Linked DNA regions of Sus scrofa: regions 1 and 3 are each linked to region 2. The links are chromatin contacts, called in public Hi-C maps. All regions are on one chromosome and are shown on one strand. The core of a region is the stretch at or near the end of the contact, and the rest is flanking DNA. Distances in the headings are between cores, read along the strand shown. Region 1 holds the start of TMEM240 (transmembrane protein 240). Region 2 holds the start of SLC35E2B (solute carrier family 35 member E2B). Region 3 holds the start of GNB1 (guanine nucleotide-binding protein G(I)/G(S)/G(T) subunit beta-1).

Evidence for each region. Hi-C and Micro-C count contacts between places; a contact is called where the count stands out from the background.
Region 1: a Hi-C map of liver shows a contact between it and region 2, with 2.5 times the contacts expected there. The contact joins the promoter of TMEM240 here to the promoter of SLC35E2B in region 2. A contact is called at or near these places in 2 of 47 Hi-C or Micro-C datasets (epiblast stem cells and liver) and 1 of 2 datasets of contacts at active chromatin or transcription factors (alveolar macrophages).
Region 3: a contact with region 2 is called in a Hi-C map of skeletal muscle, with 4 times the contacts expected there. The contact joins the promoter of GNB1 here to the promoter of SLC35E2B in region 2. A contact is called at or near these places in 2 of 5 promoter capture datasets (fetal liver and liver), 5 of 47 Hi-C or Micro-C datasets (fetal skeletal muscle, liver, mesenteric adipose tissue and 2 more) and 2 of 2 datasets of contacts at active chromatin or transcription factors (alveolar macrophages and skeletal muscle).

Annotation. Positions count from the first base shown.
Region 1 is chr6:63,725,547-63,728,870 of Sscrofa11.1, reverse strand. TMEM240 (transmembrane protein 240) reads left to right here and starts at 1,414. Exons shown (of 4, transcript XM_021097457.1): 1 at 1,414-1,666; 2 at 1,882-1,988. The coding sequence starts at 1,610. It overlaps SSU72 (RNA polymerase II subunit A C-terminal domain phosphatase SSU72), which reads left to right. Exons shown (of 5, transcript XM_003127502.5): 5 at 86-553. The coding sequence ends at 187.
Region 2 is chr6:63,840,897-63,844,150 of Sscrofa11.1, reverse strand. It overlaps SLC35E2B (solute carrier family 35 member E2B), which reads left to right and starts at 1,751. Exons shown (of 10, transcript XM_021097474.1): 1 at 1,751-2,601.
Region 3 is chr6:63,955,823-63,959,008 of Sscrofa11.1, reverse strand. GNB1 (guanine nucleotide-binding protein G(I)/G(S)/G(T) subunit beta-1) reads left to right here and starts at 1,495. Exons shown (of 11, transcript XM_021097493.1): 1 at 1,495-1,516.

The DNA of each region.
Region 1 (3,324 bases), core at 165-2,664, 110 kb after region 2:
CCCCCCGCCCCCGCTGCCCTCTCGTGGGCCAAGCACCCCCAGGAGACACGGGGCCGGCAGCTGAGTGCCCTTGTGCGCTTTGCAGATTCAGCACACGGAGGACATGGAGAACGAGATCGACGAGCTGCTGCAGGAGTTCGAGGAGAAGAGCGGCCGGGCCTTCCTCCACACAGTCTGCTTCTACTGAGCCCGCGCCTGCCGCCCCCACCGCCCGGAGCCGCCCCTGGACTGCCCTCCGCTCCTCCGCTGTCCTCTGGCCTTGTCTCTCCCTCGAGTGCCGCTGGCGGACGGGGGCGGTTCCCTCACAAACTGTGCCCGTGAAACGAGAGGATAGACACAAATGCCAGATGCAAAACAATCAGGTTTCTTCTGTCCTGCTCTTACTCCTAAGTGGGATGTTGATTATCGAGTTTTTGTCTTTAACCAAAAAAGAGAAAAACGGTTCATCGCACATCCCCCCGAATGCCTGCCGCTCACGGACCGTCCCTCACTGGCTGGAATGTGCAAATCCATGAATAAAGCAACAGGCTGGACTTGGGGGAGAGACCCCGCAGTGCTCCGCTCACTGTTGCCCGTCTCTCGGCCCTCGGGCAGCGTCCGAGGCCTGGGGGTCCGGCCGAGCTTCCTAGCCGGCCCCGAGGGCCTGCTGTCCACTGGGATCCTGGAAGAAAGTGGGACCTGCCCCAGGGCTGGGGTGGGCCGCGCGTCCCTGGTCACCCTCCTGGTTTCCGCTGCCCTGGAAAACCTCGGGACCGCCGTGGGGAAGACGGGAGGCTCCTGTGTGGGGGTCGGGGGTCGTGCTGAGGATGAGGGGTGGGCTCGGGGACCCCAACCCCCCAGCATCATGGGGCAGCCGGATCAGGGCCACCGCCTGGGCCTCTGACCTCCCAGGCCGACACCCTAGGAGAGCCGGCCTGGGCTGGCCCTGCCCGCAGAGGGTCTCCTTCGAGTCACGTGGCCTGGCTCCAGAGTGACCTCCCTGGCAGCTTGCCGGCCACCCTACAGCCCACTCCCTCTGCGGGCGGCCCTTCACCCGCCCGCCCGCAGCCCCGCGACCCCGGGCCTGGAGGAGGGGCCTCCAGCCGAGAAGTGGGGAGGAGGAGTGCGGGAGGAAGCGCGGGCCTCTTCGGGATCGCCCCAGCTGCTCGGGCCGCGGCCCCGCGCGGTCCAGGGGCGCTGGGCAGGCAGCCAGGGCCGGGGCGGGCCGGATGGGGGCGAGCGGGCCCTGCGGTCCCCCCGGGGGGGGGGTCCGGCCGGCGTCGCGCGGGCGGGCGGCCGCGGGCGGCGAGGGCCCTCCCGGGAGGCGGGCGCGGGGGAGGCCGCGGGGGGAGGGGGCCGGAGCCGCGCCGCGCGCAGGGCGGGAGGCAGGGCCGAGGGCGGAGCGGAGCGCGGCGGGCGCGGCGAGCGCGCGGGCCGGGCGGCCGAGGACCCCGGGAGCGCCGCGTCCCCTGCCCCGCGCCGGCCCCGCACCTCCTCCCCGGCCGGCGGCGGCGGCAGTGGGTGCGCGGCGGGCTGACCTCTGCGGAGGCGGCGGGGGCTCCGCATCGGGCCGGGGCCGGGGGGCGCCGGGGCCGGGGGGCGGCGCTCCGGCCCGGCCCGGCCCCGCCCGATGTCCATGAGTGCGAACACCATGATCTTCATGATTCTGGGGGCGTCGATCGTGATGGTGAGCGGAGGGGCTTCCCGCGCGCCCGCTCCCCGCACCTGCTCCCGCCTCCCGCGCCCGGCGCCGCCTCCCCCTCCCGCGCCTTGTTTACTGGCCCGCGCGGCCTGCGTTCCCCCAGCCCCGCGCCCCGGCGCTCCCCCGGCCCCAGCGCGCCGGCCTCCGCCCGGGGGCCCCGGCCCGGCTGCTCAGCGCTGACCGGTCATGGGCTCTTCCAGGCCATCGCGTGCTTGATGGACATGAACGCGCTGCTGGACCGATTCCACAACTACATCCTCCCGCACCTGCGGGGCGAGGACCGCGTCTGCCACTGCGACTGCGGCCGGTGAGTCTGCGCCCGGGGGGCACGCGCGTGACCACGCATGTGGGGCGGAGGTGGGGCCCGCTGGGGCGGCCAGGCCGCAGGCCCCGCTAGGCCGGGCCCGCGGGGGCTGCCCTGCCGGGCGAGGCGGGGGGGGGGGAGCTGGCGCCAAGCCCAGTGGGGGAAGGACCGAGCGGCCTCCAGCCCCCACAGAGGTGCTCCGGAAGGGGGAGCACGCGCCGGGCGGTAAGACCCCCTCGGCAATGGTCTCCGGAGAATGAACCGGCCGCGGGGCGAGGGGCGGAATGGGTCCAGGGCCTCCTGGTCCAGGGCCGGGAGGCCAGGAGAGCAGCAGCCCAGCCTGGTGTCCCGGGAGGGATGCTGCGCTCCGCTGAGCCCACAGAGGACGGCCGTCCTCCTCCCTGGGCCCTGAGCTGTGTCGGTGAACTTTCCTGGGCGCCGGGTAGGGGGAGGCACGGAAGGTCAAGGTGGGCAGGGCCTACCTTGAAGGCATCAGGCCCAACTCCCTCGCCGGACCTGGGAGGAACTGAGGCAGGGGGTGGAGCTTGCTCAAGGTCACACAGAGGGAGGGGAGAGCCCAGGCCCCTACACTCTCCTTGTGACCCCTCCATTCTGTGCACATGTAGTGATGGAGTCTTCCTGGCCATGCATGTTTGTACGTCCATGTATGAAATAAACATCTTCTCATGAGACGCGCATGTGTGTACCGTCTGTGCCTGTACATGTGCGCACATGTGGCCCCCGCTCCCCCCGCAGGTGCGGCGCTCCGGGGCCGTGAGAGCCGACGGGCTGTCTGAGCACGCAGCCAGCGGGAACGTGTGTTCTTGACCCTGCCTCGGACCCTTGCTCCAGGGACATGTGTGCACACGTGGTGGTGTGGGGTGTGTGTGAGCGACGGGACGGTTTCATGCCTCACAAAGCATGCTCCATGCCTGTGTGTGCAGACTGGGGGGTGAAGCAGAACCCAGGCAGCGGGACAGGTGGCAACGGGAGTGTGAGCGACTCGTGTGTGTCGGCCGAGAATCACCAAGAGTTTGCGGGGGGGATCGGAGTTCCCGGCTGGTGTGCATGGCCCGAGGCAAAGGAAGGAAGGCAGGTCAGCTCCTTGCTTTCCTGGGCCCACCTGGACTGGGGCGCAAGTAGGGGGGTCCTGAGACCCCCTGGGAGAGACGGGCGGTGTGCATGGCCTGGGCCCAGGCTCGTACTCCGTAAACGGTAGCAGGGCGCCTTCCACGAACAGGCCTGTGACCTCACACTGAGGGCCTGGCTGGACAGACAGCGTGTGCTGTCAGAGTGTGTTTGCTCAGGGTGTGCGTATGTGTCATGGCAGTGTCCAGAG
Region 2 (3,254 bases), core at 502-3,001:
CAGCAAGACCAGATCTAAGCCACATCTGGGACCTTCATCACAGCTCATGGCAACACCGGATCCTTAACCCATTAGGTGAGGCAGGGATGGAACCCGCAACCTTGTGGATACTAGATGGATTCGCTTCCACAGTGCCATGACGGGACCTCCTGGACTTTTTGTTTATAACAACTTCCCCTTTCTCCTCTTTATAAGTTTCCTCTCCTCTGTTTTACCAGACTTGTGAGAGGGTCACCACAGTTGGGTGTCCAAAGTCACAACGCATTGCTGCTGCCAAACTCATTTCACAGTAAAATAACTGGCTGTTTTGTTGTTTTAGGTGACCAGCCATTAGCGGGACAAAGAGAAAGGGGCAGGACCCAAACTCTGGAAATGTGACCACAGAGCAGGGGCTTCCTTGGCAGTGGCTGGAGGCCTGGGCAGCGCTGCCCAAGGGCTAGCTGGAAGCCCAGGAGGCAGGGAGCACTGTCCTGTGTGCCGGGAGCCCAGCCCAGGACAGGAGGGGCCCAGGCTCCTCTGACATCATTTCAAAATTATTAAATGGCACTGTCCCAGATAAAATGTAAGAAAGATCTCAAAACAAATTTTTTTTTTGTCTTTTTGTCTTTTTCCAGGGCCACACCCACAGCATATGGAGCTTCCCAGGCTAGGGGTTGAGTCGGAGCTGTAGCCGACAGCCTACGCCAGAGCCACAGCAACGCAGGATCCAAGCTGTGTCTGCGATCTACAGCACAGCTCACAGCGACACTGGATCCTTAGCTCTTTAACCCACTGAGCAAGGCCAGGGATCCAACCTGCAACCTCATGGTTCCTAGTCAGAGTCGTTAACCACTGAGTCATGACGGGAACTCTGCAAAAAATTTTTGATACTTTCTGTAAGTTTGCTTTTGAAACTATTTGTTTCCAAGTAACTCACTGACCATCAACAATCCAGCACAGCTGGGCAGTCATCAAGCATCTCAGTTGGAGTTCCCTGGCACTGTCACCGCTGTGGTGCTGGTCACCATTGTGGTGTGGGGTTGGCCTGGGAACTTCGGAATGTCACAGGTGTGGCCCCTCAGAAAATCCCGTCATCTCAGGGTTTTGTGCAAAGTAGGAAAAGCCACCCCATAAACTTGTTGAGGGTCCTGCACACTCAATTTAGAGATGATGAAAATGGCACCATATAATGTTCAGAGGTAAGTACACATGAATTTCATTTTTTTGCTGTTTTTGTTTTTGTTTTGTCTTTTTCTAGGGCTGCATCCGTGGCATATGGAGGTTCCCAGGTTCACAGAAATGCCAGATCTGAGGCGCATCTGCAACCTACACCAGGGCTCATGGCAATGCCAGATCCTTAACCCACTGAGCGGGGCCAGGGATCGAACCCCCAACCTCATGGTTCCTAGTCAGATTCGTTGACCATTGAGCCACGACGGGAACTCCGATGCTTTCTTTTATTTTGCATTTTCAGGGCCAGGCCCTTGACCAGCCCCTGGGGCTCCCCTGATGCTCCTCCAGTTACAGTCTCTAAAGAATCTCACGGAAAGCCCTGCCTGTGGGTGCCTAGGGATGGGCAGATACCACCCTCCATTAACTGACCCTCTGGCCAGGACCTAAAGGAGAAATTTTATTCATTTGTTTTTGTGCGTGCCCACAGCATTTGGAAGTTCCCAGGCTAGGGATCGAAACCGCTCCAAAGCAGTGACCAGAGCCACTGCAGTGACAACCACAGGATCCTTAACCCGCTGTGCCACAGGGAATTCTGAAACTTTATTAATTTTAAAACAATATGGAAAAAATGCAAAAGTTTGGCCAAAAAGCAGTCGTTAAGAAGAGCCCATTAGCTGTACCCTTGCTCCTAAAACTTAAGTTAAAAAGTAAGCAGGGGAGGAAAACCGGACAAGAGAGACTAGGCCAGCAGCAGGAGCAACCGGCCAGGCGGAGCCTGGCACCCAAGCGGGCCTAGGCCACGCCCCTGGGCGGGGCTACCCACCGCTCCTCCAATCACCGCAGCGCCAGGGGGCGTGGCCTCGGGATCCAGCAGCTCCCAGAGCTCCTGCGCTGGTCGCCTCAGCCCATCTCTCCTTCCCTAAAGTAGGTGTGTTGCGGCTGGAGTTTCGTCCCTTGAAACCCAAACCCGGAGAGCGGCCCCTAGGGGCTTGTAGGTCTTCGCCTCCACGGACTGGCCGCCTCTCCAGGGCCGCGGTGGTCCGGCCCCGAGGGGGCCAAGGGGGCAAATGCCGAGCGCGCTGTTGCCCAGCAGCACCTTCCCCTCCTGAGCCCCGGTCGTACAGCCTGGAGGGTGACAAGGGAAGTACAGAGCGGGGAACTGCCCAGCAGCGCGTCTCCGGCCCCGGCTACACAGCAGCGGCGACGAAGGCGGGACACTCGCAGCGAGCGGCAGCGAGTCCCTCCGGACTGCGAGGAGCGGCCGCGGGCTTCCGATACGTCACTTCCGGATCCCGGCTTCCGTGTCGACAGCCTCACTTCCGTTCCGGCTCGCCCCGCCCCCGGCCCCGCCCCGCCGCCCGGAGGGACCCGCGGGTCCGCTCGGGGCCCGCCCACCTCACCTGGGCCGGGTCTGCTGCCGTTCGCTCCCGGAGCCACCGTCGCCGGGAGGTGGGCGGGGCCCTGTGTGTGGGCGGGGCGGCGGGGCGGCGGGGCGGCGGGGCGGCGGGGCGGCGGGGCGGCGGGGCGGCGGGGCGGCGGGGCGGCGGGGCGGCGGGGCGGCGGGGCGGCGGGGCGGCGGGGCGGCGGGGCGGCGGGGCGGCGGGGCGGCGGGGCGGCGTCCCGAGGCTACGTGGTCCGCGCGCCGTCTGGCCGCGGGCTTCCTTGGTGGGTGACGTCCTGAATAAAGCTGGCCGGGCGGGTTGCCTCCGGGGGTCGCCCCTCTCTCCGGCCTCCTCCCTCCCCCGGCCTGCGGACCCCCTTGCGGGCGCGGCCATTGGGCACCCCAGAGCCTCGGCCCGCGCGTGGCCCAGTCGTCCGGGGCCGTCCATCCTCCCGAGGCCCGGCAACCGCAGGGTGACTGTCCCTCGCGTCCACCACGTGAAGCCCCCAGGCCGCCTCTCAGGGTGGATGGCGCGGCCGCGGGGCGCTGTCTCGCTCGACACAAGGCCCCCGGGGCGGGCCCCGCGTTCCTGCCCCGCGTCCGCTCAGCTCCTGAAGCGGAGCTGGGGCTGGGGGTCTCCGGGTCCGGTGGAGGCCCAGGAGGGGCGGGGGCTGGGCGTCCTCGGGCAGGGCTGGGGGCTCGGCGCCCTGCACGCTGGGAG
Region 3 (3,186 bases), core at 246-2,745, 120 kb before region 2:
CCCCCCGTCTGATGAGGGCGGTGGGCTGCCCTATGGGCAAGGATTTCCTGAGAGAGATTCAGGCCCTGAGATGAACTGGGGCTGAGTCCTTGCCCCCTCCCGGGTGGGCCAGCATGGTGGGGTCTTTCTGTTGGAACGGACAGTCCCTCCAGGTAGGTCCCTAAAAGGGACCTCGGGGTCATCAGGACAATGACCAGGATGCAGACCCAGAGGAAAGAGCCCTTCCTGCCAAGCACTCTGGGGGCTGGGCTATGCCCCCGTGTCAACACCTGGGTGGCCTGGGGGGGCAGGTGTCCTGCGGCGGTTCACGACACGGTATGGCATGTAATGTGGCCTGGCAGTGGTCCCGAAGCGGGAGGGCAGCTCTGGGCCTGGCGGCCTTGCGGACCCACATCCCTTCCCGTCTGCTCAGTGGCTGCCTGCCTGCAGGAAATGGCCCTGGGAGGCGACTTCGTATCAGGTGACCCCAGGCCAGCTTCCTGGCCTGAGCACCAGTCAGGCTCTGGGGCCTCCCCAGGCGGCCCCTGCTGTCTGGACAGGGCAGTGCGCCACAGGCAGCCCCTGCGCCGTCGCCCGGCTCCCTCCCCGCCGCTGAGGTCACAGGTGCAAGCTCTTTATCTGGCAGGTGCTGGCGGAGCCGAGTCCCACGGCTCCACCTGCGGGGAGAGGCATCCCTAGAACAGCAGGAGCAGCCTCCCCTAAGCAGTGGGAGGTGGGGCTGGGTCCAGCGGCCTGCCAGCAGCGCCCTCCCCTCCCAATGGTTCCTGTAGCTACCCGCCCCAGCCCCCAGCCCCTGCCCCTGTCTGCAGCGGCCCGGGCCTCCCCTACTCTGCCGCTGCAGGTGCAGGCAGAACCCTCTGTCAAGCCAGCCTGCTGCCCGGGTACGCTGGGCCAGCGAGGGTTGGGTCCCAGCTTCCTGGCAACAGGGACTCCTCCCTGAGTCTGTGCCCAGGCCTCTAGGTGGCACCTGAGGCCGGGCTGGGGAGAAGGGGGTGGGGGGCCCCAGGGCCCGCCCTCCCCGCGGCCCCGCCCCCGCCCTCCCCGCGGCCCCGCCCCCGCCCCCCGCCCCCCCATCGTCCCCCCCGCTGCGCTGGCGCGGGGGTCTCTGCCTCCCGCCCTCCGTCCTGGTCTCCGCGCTCCCGCCCGGCCCGGGATGTGCGAGGGCGTTTCTGGCGGCTGCACTCCGGACTGGGCGGGCGGCGGCGGCCTGGCCTTGTGCAGGCAGCTGGGGGAAGCGCCGGCGCCGAACAATTGCGGCCTCCCTGCCAAGGGCGCCGCCCAGCCCGGGAGAGGAAATGGGGCTGGGGGCTGGGCGGGCGGCCGCGCTGGCTGCCCCTCGGGGCGCCCTCGGTGCCCGCCTGAGAGGCCCTGGAGCCGCTGCGGGGGCGGGCGGAGCAGACCTGCCGCCCTCCGCCCTGCGTGCCGGCTCTGCCCCCAGCATCCGGTTTCAGGCGGAGCTGCCCAGCCTCGGCGGGGGAGCCAGAACCCGGCCCTGAGGGCCTTGGACCGGCGGCAGGTCGGCCTGGGGGCCGCCCCACTGCCTTTTCCCTGTCCCGAAGCCTCCCCTCCTGACGGCCAGGTGACAGCCCTTCCTCTGCTCGGGTCGTGCCAGCAGGGCCCGTGGGCCCCCAGAGCCTGCCTCCAGGGCTGCGGGAAAGCCGAGCCCAGGCCTCTCAGAACCATGCTGGGGTCTCGGGTGCACGTGGCTGCGAAGCTGGGGGCAGGAGGCTGGCCCAGCAGGAGCCCCAGCGGCCTGGCTGCATCCGGCTGAGCCTGAGGCCCAGGGTCTGCTCATTCCCTGAGCCTGTCATCACCCCTTTACAGATGAGCTGGTTAAGCTGCTACCCTGAGTGCTGGCTGCTCCAACTTGTGTGTGTGTGTGTGTGTGTGGTGTATGGCATGTGGTGTGCAGTGTGGGGTGTGTGTGGTATGGTATGTGGTGTATGTGGGGTGTGTGTATGTGGGTTTTGATGTGTGTGTTGTGTGTGGGGGGGTATGTGGCATGTGTGGTATGTGGCGTATGTGGTGTGTGTGTGTTGTGGGGGGGGTGTGGTATGTGGGGGGTGTGGTATGGGGGGGTGGCGTGTGGTAGGTGGTGTGTGTCCAGGCAGGACACTGAAAAGCCCCCGTGGAGGTTTGCTGGAGGCGGGCTTTCCAACCCCGCAGTCAGGGTTCTGCAGCAGAGGGGCTGCTGCTCCTCAGGGACCCCCAGAGCAGAGTGGCCCCCTGTCGGGCCCCCACTGAGGCCACCTGGTCCCGGGTTCTAGCCCACCTAGGACTGCCCCTCTGGGAGTGGCCCGGAGGCTGCTTGGACCTCCCTAGGGTGTCGGCCCCAAATCTGGGGGGGGGGGACAAGCTGCCCACCCCGGGGCAGCCCCTCCTCCAACCCCACGTGGCACTCCCAAAGCCCCATGGCCATGGCCCCCCCACGTTTTGGTGTCCCCCACGAGGGATGACTGGTTCAGGACCAAAGGTGGGTACAGGCTTGAAGGTCAGCATGATGGGGGGCTTGGGGACAAGGGACATGTCATGCCCTTGGAGAGAGAGGGGCTGCTGCTTCCACTGCCCAGGGGAAGGTGTGCAGAGGTCCTTCTAGGTCGGCTGGCGGCCAGGGGGCCCAGGCCATCCCCCTTCCCAAGGCGGATGCAGTGCCCTCTGCCTGCCACACCAGTCCTGGGCTCTGGGGCCCTGACTACCCTGGCCACGTCCACCTCGGCCTGGCCCCTTCCTGGGCTCTGAGGCTGCCTGCCCTGGGGTCTGCTTGACTGTCACCTCCCTGGGCACCCCCCATCGAACTGTGCCCCTGCTCTCCCGTGCCCCCAACAGGCCTGCCCCTGCCAGGGAGCCATGGGTGGGTGCGCCACCCAGGGAGTTGTGCTGAGAGAAGGACCGGGAGCCTCCTGGCTGTGTGGCCCGTTCTACTGGCCAAGCCTGCCTCTGGAGGCCCACGGGAACTCGGGCTCTGATCACCTACCTTCCGCCCAGCCCCCTTCCTCGTCCTCGCCCTCGTACTCCAGGGCCTGGAGGCGCACTTACTGGAAGCAAGGTTAGGATGGCCCTGGGTGGAGAAGCAGACGCTGCTCAGTGGGACAAGACAGATGCTGTGGGCACCGCCCCCTGCAGCTCTGAGACCCTAAAAGCCTGGCTTGGAGCGTGGCCCCCGGGAGGGGGTCCTGGCCTTGTGCA